Linked DNA regions of Gossypium hirsutum: regions 1 and 3 are each linked to region 2. The links are chromatin contacts, called in public Hi-C maps. All regions are on one chromosome and are shown on one strand. The core of a region is the stretch at or near the end of the contact, and the rest is flanking DNA. Distances in the headings are between cores, read along the strand shown.

Region 1 (3,064 bases), core at 472-2,971, 610 kb before region 2:
AACCGTTTATTGGTAACGGAAACAATGATTTGACTTTATTTTAATACTAAAATTATTTCCTTTCTTTTTTAATATATATTTTTTTTCCTCTTCCTCTTCTTCTTCTTCTCATTTACCTTCCCTAGCCAACCCTAGTTGCCACTGATTTCACCACCATCGATGGCTTTCATCGGCTGTTCTCTTCATGCTGCTCTTCCGCACCATCCCATGCCATTTTGTGCCTAATGGATTGAGTCCACCGACCTCCTAATCCTTTTTCATCTCTCTTAAACAAAGTTCAGTCTTTTTATAATTATTATTTTTCTAATTTCAAAGAAAACAAACAAAATTAGCCAATCAAATAAAAAAGCAAAATTAATTGATGTTTTCGATTCATTGGGTCTGGGTTGCCCAAAGGGTCTGATATGGTGGCAGCTGCTGCACTCCCTGTCGCTTTTCCAAAAAAGCTAAAGAGGAAATTAAAGATACAATCATAAAAAAAAATTTTAGGAGATCTAAAACAACAAAAAAGAAAATCAAGACAGGGTCTTTAAAAACAACAAAAACATTTTGAATGAACTTTTTTCTTCAAAGAAACGTCATGCTTCATCTAGAGTGAAAGAGAGAGCAAAAAGACGAAAAATGAAAACAAATAGAGAAGAAAAGGCTAACATGTAGTAACCAAAAAGAACCTTAAATATGAGTTGCAAAATGCTTCCATGTTTTCTTTCCCTACCGTAACAAAAAACAAATTAGAAACTTTGCAATAAAATAAAAAAAGCACATAGAACTCCACGCATTAGTTATACACCTTCTTCCTCGGGGTTGTCGTCATATGCTGAAGTCAATCATATTCTCTTCATTTTCAAGCTTAAATGTTGAAAAAGAAAAAAACTTCAAACGTTGATGGGTTTAAGGGTTGGGGCTAGGCTTATCGATATCAAGGGATAGTCTTGGGAGATCCACCGGTGGGTTCGATGTCCGAGGAAGCCACTGGCGATGGTGGAATCGGTGGCGGATAGGGTTTACTGGAAAGGGAGATAAGATGGAAAGAAAGGAAGAAGAAGAAGAAGGGAAAAGAGAGAAAATAAAAAAAGGAAAAAAAGAAAAGAAATAAAAAATATATTTTTGGTGAATATAAAAATATATTTTTAAACACTGTTAAAGTGACATTTTTGTGATAATCTGATAATATTAATGATATTTTTATAATAATACGATAATATTAGTGATATTTTTGTAAGTTTTGAAAATTTAATGGTACAAATTAAAAATTAATTAAAATTTAGTGGGATATGGTGGAGTGTACGTTTTGTTATTATATCAATAATTAAAATGATGTATAATTGATGAAAATATTAATAGAATTAAATTATTTTGGTAAGGATGATTTGAAGAAATTGAGAAAATATTTTTGCCAAATGGCAGAGAAATTAATCAAAAAGAAAACACTGAGCAGACCCGCAGCCATAGCCGCCATTTCCACTTCCCCCCTTTTTTTGTGATGATTAATAATATTCTTTTATTTACTGCTCCCATTTAAATTTTATTTATGACAACATTTGTCACTAGTCTTAAAAGTGGGAGAAAGGGGAGATACATGGACAGACAAAAGAGAAGACAGAAGAAGGGAAAGGGACTTCAAAGCACTGAATTATTAAAAACAAAAAGGAGAGTGATTGAGATTCTATTCTTGAGAGACGAGAGAGAGAAAGAGAGGGGGGGGGGGGAGTAAATAAAAAGGCTTTTGTTCTTTTATAAAATAAAAATATTCCCCAATTCATTAGTATTTAAGAGGCAGCTTCAACCCGATTGTTTCTCTGTCGATGAACTTCTCAGTATCTCCTCTTCCTCAAAAGTAAACCTAACATACAACAATCTCTGGTTTCCAGAGACTTCCAAAGCTTTTTCTTCATTCGTGGTGTCTTGCAGAAGTGGTGTCCGTTGTTCTTTACTTGTGCAATTGAGAGTTAAAAAGAAAAAATCATGGGAGATGACAAGTGTGTTTTAGTAATAAGAGAGTTTGATCCGAGCAAGGATTTAACAAGTGTAGAAGAAGTTGAAAAAAGATGTGAGGTTGGTCCCAGCGGCAAACTCTCTCTCTTTACCGACCTCTTAGGCGACCCTATTTGCCGGGTCCGCCATTCCCCTGCTTTTCTCATGCTGGTACTGTATATGATATCCCTCCTCCCTTTTGTCCCTTTTTTTTTTAAATAATCTCCATTACTAAATTCCACTATTTATCTACGTATAATAAATACAGCCTTTAACATTAATATTTTCTGCATCTTTGTAAACAAGCAGGTGGCTGAGTTAAGCTCAACAAAAGAAATAGTTGGGATGATTCGAGGTTGCATTAAAACCGTTACATGCGGCAAAAAGCTTTATCGCAATAGCGAAAGCAATCATCCCACTAAACCCTTCCCCGTATACACCAAACTCGCTTACATTTTAGGCCTTCGGGTCTCCCCTTCCCACCGGTATTTACTATAAATGCCCCAACAAACCATTTTTAGTACGTTAATACATCAGTAAATGAATTATTTTGATTTCTTTGTTGGGTTTTTTATCCACAAGAGAATGGGAATTGGGTTAAAGTTGGTCCGAGGAATGGAAGATTGGTTTGTCCTAAACGGCGCTGAATATTCCTACTTAGCAACGGAAAACGACAACAAACCTTCTGTTAAGCTCTTCACTGATAAATGCGGTTACTCCAAGTTCCGTACTCCTACTATTTTGGTTAACCCCGTTTTCGCTCATCAACTCCCCGTTTCCAATCGGGTCACTCTAATCAAGCTTCCGCCGTCCGACACTGAGTTGCTATACCGCCGCCGGTTCTCCACCACCGAGTTCTTCCCTCGCGACATTGACTCGGTTCTTAATAATAGACTTAACATTGGAACCTTTTTGGCCGTGCCACGTGGAGGCTGTTACACGCAAAAGTCTTGGCCCGGGTCGGATAAGTTTTTACCAGACCCGCCAGAGTCGTGGGCTGTTTTGAGTGTTTGGAATAGCAAGGACGTGTTTAGGCTGGAAGTTCGAGGGGCGTCGAGGATGACGAAGGCGTTGGCTAAAACGACAAGGA
Region 2 (2,874 bases), core at 349-2,848:
CTTTCTCATAACTACAGATCAAAACCAATAACAATTAGCACATGCCGGCATGAATGCATGATGTAACCACATGATCTCAGTGACACTGACAACAAGTTCAAAGTGTGAAGGTAACTAGTAATTGCCAAGGACTTACTGGTTCACAAAACTGAATTCGACCAAAAGTCTTCCAAGGCAAAAGAGAAGTTACCTGGAAGAGTACAAGAATCGAATGAAAGCCCGAACTGCATCTTGTGGAACACCATGGATGTGGATTGAAATTGGTCTTCTGTGACCAAATCCTTTTGCTTGTTTCAACATGCCTCTTAGTACAGGAGAAGCCATGCCCTGTTAGCAAAAAAGATCCAGTGAAGGGATTTGAGTCAATAAATTTGTTCAAGACACCATGTCCAAATTGCTAAATAGTTGCTATTAGCTTTATTTTCTTGTACATTAAAACACTAAACAACTCGATCCTACAAGGATTAAGGGGGCAAATGTGGCTTTCCTTTTGCTGGTTATGCTAAAAAAATATAACAACTTGCTCATGAGCTAAATGAATCAATGTCGCATTCCACCAAATGGGATTTCATTTCCAATATCTATGGTCTAAAACTGATATATAAAATTAAGTTGTATAACCAAACCATAAAAAAATGCCTGGTTAAATCAACAATATACGGAATCGAGATTGTTCAAATAACAAGGGTATTGCTCAAAGCATAACGTCCATTAATTTCATCATTAAAGATAGAAAAGACAAGGAGCGCTTACAACAATATTAGAATGCGCACAGATAATGCCACCATTATCAGTTTTAATGATAACATCAGTTTTATAGCCTCCATCAAAGAGCCTATCCCACAAAGCCCTGGTTGCTGTCGCGGCACAATTGTTTCCTCTTATGGCTGACCCATTCTTCATTAGTGACCCCTTCCGCCTACAATTTTTAGCTGGACCAGGTAATGGAGGTGGCGCTGGAAAAACCTTATTGGCACCTCGACAAGTTTGCTTTGTAATACATTCTTCCATCTTCCCCATTAACTTTCACTTTTGGAAGGCATTCAATGACAATCAAACTCAGGTTCTTTTTTTATTTGATCTGACAAAAGAATGAAATAGCAGAAACTTCGATGAGCAACACAGAATCACAAGTTTCAATTTGCATATTTATAGAAACATGACCAAAATTAAAGATTAATGAAATCTAAAACATGGGTTTTCAAGAAAAAACTCACCTTTTAATCTAAATCAAAAGTGTCTGGGATTTGGAAAATGCAGAATCAATAAGAAGAAATTAACATGTTTCCGTACAAAATCTCCAACGAATCTCGAAGAAAATGAACTCTTTTTAATTATATGAAAAAGAGAAAGCAAGAAAAAGAGAAGAATGGAGATGGCAACGATCTATCAGTTCCTCCGCCACTGCCACCGCCACCAATTCGGGTGCAGAGGCCGGAAAAAAAGTGAACCGGAAAAAACCGCCAAGGAATTTAATATTTAAAAATAAAAATAAAATCAACATTTATGTGCGAGTATAACATGCACGATTCTTCTTGCTCACTTCACGCGCTTGATTTCAATGAAAAAAAATGAATGGTTTTGGACAAATTCCGTTTTACTTTTTACAACGGGTGGTCGGGCGCTTCTATTTTAATGGTTGGTTGCTTTGGTTAGTTACGTGGACGGTGTGGGGCGGGAGTAAAAAATTGTTCTACACAAAGCCGTTTTGCCCTTACTTTTGTGCTTCATTGGGGGATTTGATTCCTCCTTAGGTGAAATTAATTTCGGTAAAATAATAAATTAAATATTATATTAATGAAGTTACAATCAACAATAAAATATAAGAGTGATGTAATTATAATGAGAAGGAAAAAATAACTACTAAGGATATTAAATTAAATTTTATATATTTGATAAAATAAATTAATTTACGTCATTATTATATTTAAATTATATTTATTTATGTATTTACATAAAATTAAAAAAATTATTAACTATTATTTGAAAGAAATGAATTAACAATAAATATTATAATTAAGAATATTAAAATAAAAAATTTATTAAAAACATTATCATTAGCTCAAAAAAGATAACAAGGTATAATGTATTGTTTCGTAGTATCCATAAAAAGCTAAAATAAAAAATATAATTATTATAAAAATAAGGTCATAATAAGAAAAGAAAGTAAGCTCCATGAATAGGCACTAAACATTGACTAAAACTATGTTTCCATCTATTAATTTTCAAATATTACATATTAATTACTAATATAATTAAATTGTTATATTTTAATGTTTAACTTTTAATACCTCTTAATGAAATGATGCAACAGTATTTTAACACAAATGATTAATGACTAATTTGACACTTAAATTATTATTAAAATATCATGTTAATATTTTTAGAATTTTTCTTAACAATAATTTTAAAATGTTCAAAAAAATTAAAAATATCAAAAAATTAAAAATCATAAATTTCTAAAAAGGGAAATTGTTGCTAAAATATTCAATTTTTTCCTATATAGTTGACAACATGACCATTTTTATTTTTTTAGAATATAAGCTGGATTTATAAAACCAAACCCAAGACAATGCCATTGGGCTACCAGAATAATTAGCATAAACACACCAAGACCTGGCCCAACAGATTGCCCCAACAATTAACAAAAAAAAAAAAAACCAGCAAAGCTTTTTGGAGACGCTTCACAAAGCAGAAAAATAAGTTTTAGAATTCTCCATCACCAAATCGACAAAAGCAACAAAAACCAGGGGAAAACTGTTCATTTTCCTTGGGAACGCGGCGGTCAAAACTTTTGTTGCTTCTTTATCCTTCATCGTCCAGTGCGTTTTAGTCCAGAGCTTCCAACAAGCTACGGTCTCGCTCAATCAGTAT
Region 3 (2,889 bases), core at 340-2,839, 540 kb before region 2:
ATAAAATATAACAGCAAAGTCCACTCTAATCATTCGCTTAAACTGAATCTAATCCTTATTTCACTACGACTTTCAACAAACGTGGCAGCCGACGCGCTTTGCCGGCGGCCAAGGATTCTCCACCACTTCATCGTCGGTGGAATATTTATCTCTTTGGTTAACGTCGGGAGTACTTAGTTCCTGCGGTCCAGCAGGCAAATTTAAGTCAAAGTCACGTTGACTTTGGCTCGGTAACTTAGCACCATCGCTGCCGCTGTTGTTATTGCTGCCAGCTTCGTAGTGGCATCGCTTATGCCCTCCTAAAGCTTGACCTGAAGAGAATGTCTTGTTACAAATTGAACACACGTGATTCTTGTTACCAACTCGATTAATCATGAGAGGTAAATTTGTAGGCGGCGTGACTGTGGTGGCAGCAACAGCGGAGACATCAGCAGTGGTCTTGGTGGCGGCGGTGGTGATGGTGAGGTGATCTCCAGCTCCAACAACGAGTTTCCTGTGACTGGCCTTGTGTCCTCCTAAAGCTTGATGAGATGGAAATCCCTTGTTACAAACCGTACACTTGTAAAGGTTGAGGGAGGTTCTGGAAGCAGCCGAGGCTGAGGGAATGGTTCTGGTAGTTGTTCCCTGAGCCAGCATGAGAAGGCAAAGAGCTAAGTATTCTTCTTCGGTTGGTGGGTTTTCGGATCTGGGTCGTTTGGTTCTTTTCCTCTTGGTCCAGGGCTCAACACAGTGGAGGTCGACTATATCATCACGGTCCAGCAGTGGAGGAGCTGAAGTTGGGGAATTCAATGTGTCAAGAGCCATGATTCTTCTCTTGTTATGTGAGTGCTTCAGTGAAGAAGGAAGGATTGATTTTTATATGGAAGAGTGGAGGAAGTAGGAAGGAAAGTGGTTGATAAGTGGAGAGAAAGAAGGGTGAAAAGAAATTGCAATACTCTGCTCTCACCAATATTGGCACGTCTGAATCTGATCATAAAAGTCGTCCTTTGGAGAGTGAAGTGTGGTGTGGGCTATTATAGTTGTCAACAAAAGGAAATAAACAAAGGCTTCGAATGAATGGTAATAGATTTGATGTTTTGTTTCTAATGTCTGCTAAGTGGATACTTTGTATAATTGACTGTTTCCATTCAAACCAACAGCCCCCTGTTCTTCAACTTTTCTTGCTTTTTTTTTTTTTTCTTATCGATGAGTAAAAACAACAGTGAATAAAAGAGAAACTTGAAATCCGTCCAAAAACATAGTCAAAATTCGTTAGAAATTAAACTGGGTAAGATGGCAAAATTGTTAGTAGTGGGAGAAACATTGGAGATGGCTGGGAATGTAATGTCGGTATCTGAGTGTTGATGTCCTGTAATAAATCCTCATCGATGGGAGTGCACCATGTTTTGCACAGCAGTAAGTGGGGACTTGACTTCCCTTTTCGGTGGTCTGATTTTTATAGAGTGGCGTGTCGCTCGGTAATAGCGGTCGTGACTTTGCCGGTGGTTGGTGAGTCTTCTCGGAATTACGTGGGTCTTCTTGTCATGGCCCACGTCTCTATCCACCGCTGATTGATGATGCAACGACCCATTGTTGACTTGTTGCTAAGACATCCAACCTCAACAGTACATTGCGAAAGGTAATTTGTTGGTATAAGATATTCCTATACTCTTATGCAGTACATTTCCTTGGTATTCATGTAATGGTAATGGTACAACGCGTTATGTTATTGTACTGAACGAAATGGCAACATCGAAACGTAAAGGAGCTTGGTCGGGGCATCGAACCAATTCAAGGTTGAACTGAGAAACAACTTGAAATTAAACTTACTGGTTGAACCATCCATGTTGTGGCAACATAAAACTCCACAATCCAGATCCTTAACCCTGAAAACTCTGTAAATCGCACTTCATATACTAAAGATTTACGCAACTTGCAAATAGAAGTTTCAATCATCCAAGTAAATTGAAGAAAACAATTAAAATTTTAATTATTAAAACCCAAGCCCATATTCATACTCAAGCCCAAAATAGAAATATTAATACTCATATATTAAATCCAAATGGTAAATTAGTTAAGTAATTTTATCCTTTTTACTGTATAATTGAGGTCATTAGTTAATCTCATAGTGAAAATTTGTTTAATATAATTTAGTTTTTAATCTTAGAGGCAGGGGTTGTCAGTCCCGCCTCCTAAAATGATTTTTTTAATTATAAATTAGTAAAAGTAAAATTACACTTTATCTCTTAAAAATGATAAAAAATTAATTTAACCTTTTAAAAATTATAAATATATAAACTATTAAAATGGTGAAATTATATTTTTACTATCATAAAAATTACAATTTAATTCTGATCCCTAAAAATATTTTCTGATCACTTCACCCCTGCTTAGAGTATAATTCGTACTATTTTTTAATATAAAAAACATATATTAAATAATATTATTATCCTTTTTGAGTTCAATTAGTTTTCTTAAAAAGTATAAAACAAAATAAAAATAAAATCTTTCATGTTAAACTCTAAAAATAAAAATAAAAATAAAAATTTGTGACTTAACTTGAACAAAGTAATGATTAAAACTCTTATTAAATACTCGTTTGACATAAATTCGAATACCCTTAATATTATATTAAAAAAATTGTTTTAAAAGGCTGGTCACAATCCCCAAACTAGCCAATAAATTTGTATAATTACAACCAAAAAGAAAATAAAGTATATAATATATATTTAAAAAAAATCAAATAAATCAATCGAATCAAATAAAAACATTTGGTTCAATCAATTTTAGTACTATAATAGATTCGATTTATTTAATTTTATTGGTTTAATCGATTTATTCGATTTTTGGTAGATAAAAATTAAATTGATCAAATGCACGCCTTGATGTAGGACTAGAATTGTTTATAGC

The links. A called contact is a pair of places that touch in the nucleus more often than the background predicts.
Region 1: a Hi-C map of leaf shows a contact between it and region 2, with 1.9 times the contacts expected there. The contact joins the promoter of LOC107888693 here to the promoter of LOC107942064 in region 2. A contact is called at or near these places in 2 of 34 Hi-C or Micro-C datasets (both in leaf).
Region 3: a Hi-C map of leaf shows a contact between it and region 2, with 3 times the contacts expected there. The contact joins the promoter of LOC107888695 here to the promoter of LOC107942064 in region 2. A contact is called at or near these places in 7 of 34 Hi-C or Micro-C datasets (callus and leaf).

The regions. Positions count from the first base shown.
Region 1 is chrA11:63,148,813-63,151,876 of Gossypium_hirsutum_v2.1, reverse strand. LOC107888693 (probable N-acetyltransferase HLS1) reads left to right here and starts at 1,721. Exons shown (of 3, transcript XM_016812865.2): 1 at 1,721-2,145; 2 at 2,284-2,452; 3 at 2,549-3,064. The coding sequence starts at 1,966.
Region 2 is chrA11:62,539,602-62,542,475 of Gossypium_hirsutum_v2.1, reverse strand. LOC107942064 (BTB/POZ and TAZ domain-containing protein 4) reads right to left here and starts at 1,598. Exons shown (of 6, transcript XM_016875706.2): 1 at 1,218-1,598; 2 at 754-1,081; 3 at 191-327; 4 at 1-11. The coding sequence starts at 1,020. It overlaps LOC121209910 (a long non-coding RNA gene), which reads left to right and starts at 2,454. Exons shown (of 4, transcript XR_005905093.1): 1 at 2,454-2,874.
Region 3 is chrA11:63,077,200-63,080,088 of Gossypium_hirsutum_v2.1, reverse strand. LOC107888695 (zinc finger protein ZAT10) reads right to left here and starts at 1,589. Exons shown (of 1, transcript XM_016812869.2): 1 at 1-1,589. The coding sequence starts at 804. The coding sequence ends at 73.